Linked DNA regions of Lactuca sativa: region 1 is linked to region 2. A link is a contact called in public Hi-C data. All regions are on one chromosome and are shown on one strand. Each heading gives the region's core, a stretch centred on a gene start, on an enhancer-like site or on the middle of the called end of the contact. The rest is flanking DNA. Distances are from core to core; before and after follow the strand shown.

Region 1 (3,968 bases), core at 1,292-3,791, 190 kb after region 2:
TTTTTTCTTCAACTTTGACCTTAAATTTTTTTGTATTTGATAGATAATACTTGATGCAAAATATATGAATGAATTGTATTTTAAATGTTTTTTCATTGTCATAAGTTTTATCAAGTAATATATAACATAATTAAAAATATTTAAGGTCAAAGTTGAAGAGAAAATACTTTAAAAGTCAAAAGTGGAATATCAATTTGGGACGGATGAAGTATATTGTTATCAAATGGATTTAATGTGCATACTATAAATGTGCAGTTGTGGACGGTTCTTCAATTTGTTAGGATTCTTTACCTATTTACACAACTAACATTCAAAAAAGGCTAAATGCATTAAATAACAAAGTATTTTATAACATCAAATTGTTAAAAGGAAATGTATGTTTGTTTGTAGCAGTCATCTTTACACATCCATGTTTACTTAATCAATCACGTAACTGTTTAGAAGATTACTTTAAACATTAAAGGTTAAACGACTTAATATTTCACTTTATTTAAATTATGAAAGTATGAGCTATAATTATATACATGGATTTCCTTTTGATTATGTACATATGTAAATATTTACTTGTAATTGTAAACATTTTTAATTGAAATGACTTAAAATGCACATATATGCAGGAAACTACAAGTGCTTGAGCTCTACGGTGACATACCATATAAGTTGGTTAACAAATAACCCCACCCTCACCCCCACCTACATCCCTAGGTTAAGTTCTTCAATTTTTTGCCATTTTTTGTGTTCAAGTGTTGTTGTCAAATATAAAAAATAGCAATGTGTATTCATATTTTGTGTTATTTTTGTTCTTAGAATTTATTTATATACTTAAATTTGATTTTTTTATTCTTTTATACAAAGTCAGTTGCTATGCATTATTTTTTTTTTCTATTTTAATTTGTCAGTTCTTGTAATACACAGGTTGTAAAACCTATATTCTAATAAACGAAACCTAAAAATGTCATATGTTCATTTTCTAGAATGCCTATTCCATAATATATGTTTCCACTTAAACTTTCTATATCATTTAGTCCATAATCGGTTGTAAGTTTTACTGGCTATGTAATTTCTTTTTGTATTGTTTATTGTCCAACTTCCTTCTGTCATTTTCCTTAATAAACTTTATATTATTGTTCAAACAAAAGATATATTAGCAATTGAAAATGGGTTTACACTCTCATGATGTTCATTATTATTGTTAACAAACATTTTTTTAGATTAAATATTATGAACCAAAACTCGTTAGAAAATTAAGAGAACCATTTGATATATTAGCAAATATAAATGTGATCATTAGTAAAATTCCATTACAATCAAAATAGCAACGGACTATCTTTTTTTTTTTTTTTTTTTTTTTTTTTTTTTTTTTTTCTATTAACACATTGTACTATAGCAAGTCTATAGAAATAACATTTTGATTCAAATACAAAACCTTTTTCAAAGCCATCAATATGTCTAATAAAAGTTCTTACCTTTGATGACATAAATCGTATACGAATAATTTACAAGTTAATTTAGATAATATAATTAATATTCTAAAATTTAAAATTTTATTTTATAATTATGTGTTACATGAGTTTTAAAACTATTCAATCTATGTTTTATGTGTGTAAACTATGATGGAACACATAAGAAGAGTAGATTATTGGATTTAATTTGATTTATTTTAATTGTGAAGTCTTAAACATCAATGATGTTTTTTTTTATCAACCGAAGGTGTCCATAAGTTTAGTTTGATTTATTTTATACATTTATATGTTTTTTTATGTGTTTCCTGCGTTTATTAGTAATAATAATATTCAATGTATTTTGATCATTATTGGAACTATTGATGAAAAAAGTAATCCTAAAAATAGGATAAGAAAATCTAGAATAGAAATAACCGGTGCGTATGAAGTATGACATTTTGTAAGATCTAGATTTTACGCAATCTAGCTAGAAAAATAGAAATTAAGATGCATTTTTGTTTGAGCATGAAAATAAAACCCGGGGACATTTTCGGTATTTCATTTTGAAGGTTTGGAGGGTGATTAGTTGCCATGCGTCAAAAAAAGTATTTTTTTTATTATGATAGAATATATATATAATAAAATCAATTATCGACAAAGTTTTTTTTTTTTCTTTTCAAAATTCATGATTTTATCTGTATGTTCTCAAGTAAAATTGTATGATTAATAAATTTAAAATTAATATATGATTATTATTCGTTACATAATGATATTACGATATAGAAAGATGCTAAGACAAAACTAAAAATAAACCATCGTTATAAACAATATTTTTAAATTAGTATGATTATTATTGGGTGATCGTTTTATTTTGAAGCATCAAATTTCTTTAAAATAAATAACCAACAAATACGCAAAATAAACCATCATTTCAAACTATAAAATAATAAAGGAGCTACAAACAGTAAAGCACCGAACTCATATTTTTATTATTATAATGTCTGTTTTATGATAATATATTCAATTCGAAGTTTTAAACCATCGTGCATTTGGTTTTTAGAAAAAACAAAATAAAATAAAGAAAGATAATAAAACTTCTACGAACGAATGAAATGTAATATGTCTTATTCAGAGGCAATTGCCACTTGGGTCGGAGCATCGGGTCAAGGCGGCCCATCCCGCGAGATGTGGCGGGAACCCTAACACGCTCTGCTTATTTTCCCGCCAAAAAGTGCATACACAGTTTCATTCATCTACTTCCGTTCCCAATCAACGAATTCACTCACAGTTGAGCAAAAAAAGAAAAAAAAACTTAGAGGAAGGCAGCCAACAATATGGATTCTTTCGGCGGCGCATATTTCACCGACGAGAAAGCAGCGAAGGTCGAGAATATCTTCTTGGAGTTTCTTAAGAGGTATGGCATCAGGGTTTGTCGTGTAGATCCAAATGAAATTGATGCGATTCATGTTTGAATTTGACAACTTTTGGTCTCTGCCTTTTAATTTACTTTTATTATGCGTTACAGTTTTAGGTTAGATGCGAATTCGAGGGAACCTTTCTATGAATCGGAAATCGAAGCAATGAGACCAAACGAGTCCAACACAATGTTCATCGATTTCTCTCATGTTATGCGGTTCAACGATGTTCTGCAGAAAGCAATTTCTGATGAATATTTGAGGTAAACTTTCCTTTCCTGTTTCGAGTAAAATTTAGTAACATTTTTGGCTTTGAAATTGTTGAATTGTATGATACACCTTTTAGGTTTGAGTCGTACCTGAAGAACGCATGTAAGAGGTTCGTAATGGGTCAGAAACCCACCTTCATAACCGACGACAACCCAAATAAGGATATCAATATTGCATTTTATAATTTACCTGTCATAAAAAGGTACATTTTCTTCTACACTATTATCAATCTACTAGTATTTGTTTGAAGATTTCAATTTTTAATTTATGTTTGTGTCCAGATTGAGGGAACTGAGCACATCTGAGATAGGCAGACTAGTATCAGTTACAGGAGTGGTGACTCGTACTAGCGAGGTTAGACCAGAACTCCTCCAGGGAACTTTCAAATGCTTGGATTGTGGAACCATCATCAAAAACGTTGAGCAACAGTATAAATACACTGAGCCCATGATATGCATTAATGCTATGTGCTCAAAGAAAGGAAAATGGGCACTTCTTCGACAAGAAAGTAAATTTGCAGATTGGCAGAGGGTCAGGATGCAGGAAACATCAAAAGAAATACCCGCAGGATCCCTTCCGAGATCATTAGATGTCATTCTTCGCCATGACATTGTTGAACAAGCTAGGGCTGGTGACACGTATGTAAATTCAATTCACACACTTTTTTCTTTTCTCTTTACATAACAACTCTTTTTAACTTTTATACTTACTTCACTTTGCAGGGTGATCTTTACTGGCACTGTGGTTGTGATACCTGACATTTTCGCATTAGCAGCTCCTGGAGAAAGAGCCGAAGTTCGTAGAGATGGTGGTAGTAAACGCGACACCACTGGCACTGTTC
Region 2 (4,004 bases), core at 783-3,282:
TAAGAAGAAAGAGATGAAGAACAATTTCACGATTTGCATTGAGGTAGATGAAAGAAAATGAAATGAAGACAGGGGCAAAATAGTCATTTTGCTTGAATCAATCTAACTGACCTTTCTTCTTTGTGGGGTTGTAGAGACATGAAAGCCATCCAAATATAAACAGGAGAGACAACAATCACCATATCAGGGGCGAATTTCTTCTTTGTAAATGGCAGAAGAACCACAAACATCATTGCAAAAACAAGAGCAAAATTGAAGTTATTAAATCCATTCTTCAAGTAAAATAAAGCCCCTTCAGTTCCATATAAATGACTCTCTCCACCTCCTAAAACATTATACACCAACAGATTCATAACAGAAGATGTCCATTTCCCATAGTAATGATAATCCACAACTACTGAAATTATCTGAAACAAAAACAAAACAAGTGATTAGAAAACAGAAAGTTAGAATTTAGAAACAACTTTTTTATAAAAGATTACGTACCAAAAGTGTAATTGACATAAACGCCCCTGATATAAACGCCCTTTTGAATTTTCGAAGTAGAGAGTAGACTGTTACTGGAAGAAAAGCAAGGACTGAAAATGGCCAACCAAGAATAACTCCAGTTGCTGCAACAGCAACAGCCATGGCATTCATCCCAAAAAGAAACAATGCTGAAGAGAGAGAAATTGCATACATAGAAAAAGAACTTGGCAAAAAACCTGTAAAAGTTATGAAAAAGATTTAATATGAAAAGGGAATTATTAGATTTTGATAATTCTTGCATTTGGGAACTTACTTGTGCTAGCAAAAAAGCAACCACTTGTTAAGCATAAAAGGGAGAGTGTGTAACAAGCAAGGCGTTTCCCATACTTTCTGGAAAGTGCTACTACTAAAGCAGCTTCAGATATGACAGAAAGAAGGCCAAGAAAGATTCTCACAGCATAGAATACTCTTACCTGAAATGTGATGAAGAAATCATTCGATTGATTATGTTAATGGAAGTAGAAATCAACAAGATTATAAATGGAATGATTATAGAGAGTGTTGAATTGTATTACTTTTTCCTCATCAAGCCAATTATACATCTGTGAAGCTGGCCAACCCACCATGTAATGGAACAGAATGTAGAGGTATGAACGCAATGCAAACTGAGAACTGCAATTAACAGATAATTTATCTCAGAGTTTAGAAATCATGGCTGAATTTGAGGAATGGGGATAGAACTTCCATGGAAGAGATTGTGAAACAGAAAATAATTGAAGAGCTAAGGCAAACAATTAGCACAAACACATTCCGAATTGCTTATTTCAGTGGTGATTTTTTGTTGTATTGTGAAGGGATATACATATACTATACTGTATAGCCTCGTATTTGAAAGAACTTGTTCTGAAGTTGCTATGTAAGACAGAAACAAAATCAGGCTCTTTGATTTCAGTCAAATGGTAGATTCATATTAAGATGTAGTTATTAAGTTATCTGCGCTTATTAGATCTTAGTTGGAATTCTCAGAGTGTGTAAATTTGGTGTAATCCTTAGTTCGTACTTCTAACATGTCCAACAAAGAAAAATTCAGGGATTATGATGATCATATGACTCAAACAGGTAACGAATAATGAGAAATGAATGGAGAATACCTGTACTCCCAAGTCTGAAAACCTGATTTGTAAAGGAGGAAATGAAGAGGCTCCCAATAATTGAACACTTCATCACAGTCATGAACGATATTCGTAGTTGCACTCAAATACCTTAATATCCCTAGGGCAAATATAGGAAATGTCCATGACAGACCTTTATCCACCTCAACCCCTGGTTTCTCCGCTGGCTTGTCTACCTTCGTATAACCATCCGCATCGGCCGATGTTGAAGGCAACAAACGATCGTATTCCGACGGACGTCTTCTCCTTGTTGGAAGTGCTGCCATTGCTTTACTCTGTAGCTATTGCCTCGATCCTTCTGCAAATACAGCTTGGTGGATTTGCTTTATGTTTGCTTCTTTTCCGCTTTCGGCTTCGAAAATCGTTAAAGAATGAACAAAACCGGTCGGATAGTCGTCGGAAAAGCTATTCCGTGAAACGGGAAAGCCCAAATGATTGGGTAGTTGGACTACCGGCTAAAGCCCGAATCATTGGGCCCGAATCTCCATGAGAGTGGGCGGACTGTATATCTTAAGGCTGTTTGGCAGCATCTGAATTTTTAAGATTTGAATTTTTAAGAGATCTGAATGTTTAAAAGGGTCTGAATTTTTAAGATCTGAACTTCTAACATATTATTTGGTTGAAACCTCTGAATTGTTATGCTGAATAACAAAAATGATCATTTTACCCTTCTGTGTTATTTTTTGTTGAATTCAATGTTTCTATTTAGAAAACAATTTGACAAACTTATTGAATAATTGTGAAAAATAACTTGACGATTATGTACTTCAAAATAAAAACATGCTCAAGCTCTTACCTAGCTAATTAATGGTACAATGCTTTTGAAATAAATACATGTTCATATACCCCTAATTTGTGACGAAATGAAACATTTCATTGTTAATACACATCCATATTACAAAGATTCACAAAAATTCAAAATTGATAACAAAGTCAAATTTAAGTATTTACATTTACATCTATGTAAATAGAATAGTGAAAAACACAAATTCATATCATCTTTTTTACTTTTGCTCCCTGGATCAAAAGATACCCCTAAACATTGACACCCATCCAATATCCTTTTCACCTTTTGTATCGGTATGGACGGTACCAAGATGCAGTGCTGCACCAAAATAAGACTTTTAAGAAACTACTAATCAAAACATAACCATAACTGTCTGAATTAACAATGAACTGTAAGCACATCTCCAGAATAGCAACAAAGCAGATAACTGATCAAATTGGTTCAAATCTTGATAAAACATCAGCAAGCAAACTCAATAATGGGTAATAAACAACTCAATAATTGGTTCAACTTTGCTAGAAAACACTTCTATCGGATCAAAACTATATTGATTCCGAGTATACACCTGCTATCATATTTCATAAACAATACATATCAATATGACTTGAAATATGCATATGAAAATGGTGGGGCTGGCCGATTAGGGTTGAGTCATGGAGTTGGCTAATAAACAATATTTCAAGCGGTGATCGATTGACAATTCCAAAAAAGCAAGATAAATTGAAAACCCTAAAATTCTACACAATACCTGGTGTGATATTCGAAAAATGGTGGGGCTGGCCGATCGTCCTATTAGGTGGAGGGACTGCGCTCCAACGATGGTCCGATTAGGACTGTGAGTCGTTGGAAGAGACGGTGACAAGCAGGCATTGGAGGGTAGCAATCATCGGAGAGGGGTTGGAAGGAATAGGATTCGTGAGAAATAGAAAGAGACGAGGGGGCGCAGGGGTAAAAACGAAATACGCGTCGATGAGGGAGCCGGAGGGCTTCGTTGTCAGCGACAATGTTCGGCAATGTCTAGATGGGATGACCGGAAAGGATGGTGAATTGTGGAGGGTTGTAATTGGAGTTTTCAGTGGGAAGCGCCGTTTGTGAAGAAGAAAGAGCAAAGGGAAGGAGATAAAGTATCTGGGCAAAAAGGGAATGCACGTTGTTTTTATTTTTCCAGATATGTCTTTAGATCTGAAAGTTTAAGAGGCAACTTATAAATTCAGAGGCATAAAATAATATGCAACCAAACAGTCTTTATCTGAAAAATTAAGAGCTTGCCTCTTAATTTTTCAATTAAGAGGCTACCAAACAGGGCCTTAGTTGCATGTTATATGTATGGTATGTGGTATCTTAGGGGAGCTCATTAAGTTCTGTGCTAAGGGTTTCAGTTTTGGTTTCAGGTACTTCTGCTAAAAAAGAGAAGGGCTCGGGATGATCACATGACACACACCACAGTTTTCTAGCCTGGGATATTTCACTATGATATTTGATATGATATTTTGATACTTTGAGAGTTATGATGATGTTTTTAAGATACATAGTTTGCGATGTTTACATGATGATATTTCTGTGGTCTTAATAATGAA

The links. Hi-C and Micro-C count contacts between places; a contact is called where the count stands out from the background.
Region 1: a Hi-C map of seed shows a contact between it and region 2, with 4 times the contacts expected there. The contact joins the promoter of LOC111893406 here to the promoter of LOC111893403 in region 2. A contact is called at or near these places in 2 of 4 Hi-C or Micro-C datasets (leaf and seed).

What each region holds. Positions count from the first base shown.
Region 1 is chr9:180,656,110-180,660,077 of Lsat_Salinas_v11, forward strand. It overlaps LOC111893406 (DNA replication licensing factor MCM6), which reads left to right and starts at 2,542. Exons shown (of 16, transcript XM_023889469.2): 1 at 2,542-2,856; 2 at 2,968-3,120; 3 at 3,204-3,329; 4 at 3,409-3,765; 5 at 3,850-3,968. The coding sequence starts at 2,777.
Region 2 is chr9:180,471,541-180,475,544 of Lsat_Salinas_v11, forward strand. LOC111893403 (dol-P-Man:Man(6)GlcNAc(2)-PP-Dol alpha-1,2-mannosyltransferase) reads right to left here and starts at 2,033. Exons shown (of 10, transcript XM_023889465.3): 1 at 1,620-2,033; 2 at 1,044-1,140; 3 at 782-941; 4 at 487-704; 5 at 112-407. The coding sequence starts at 1,906.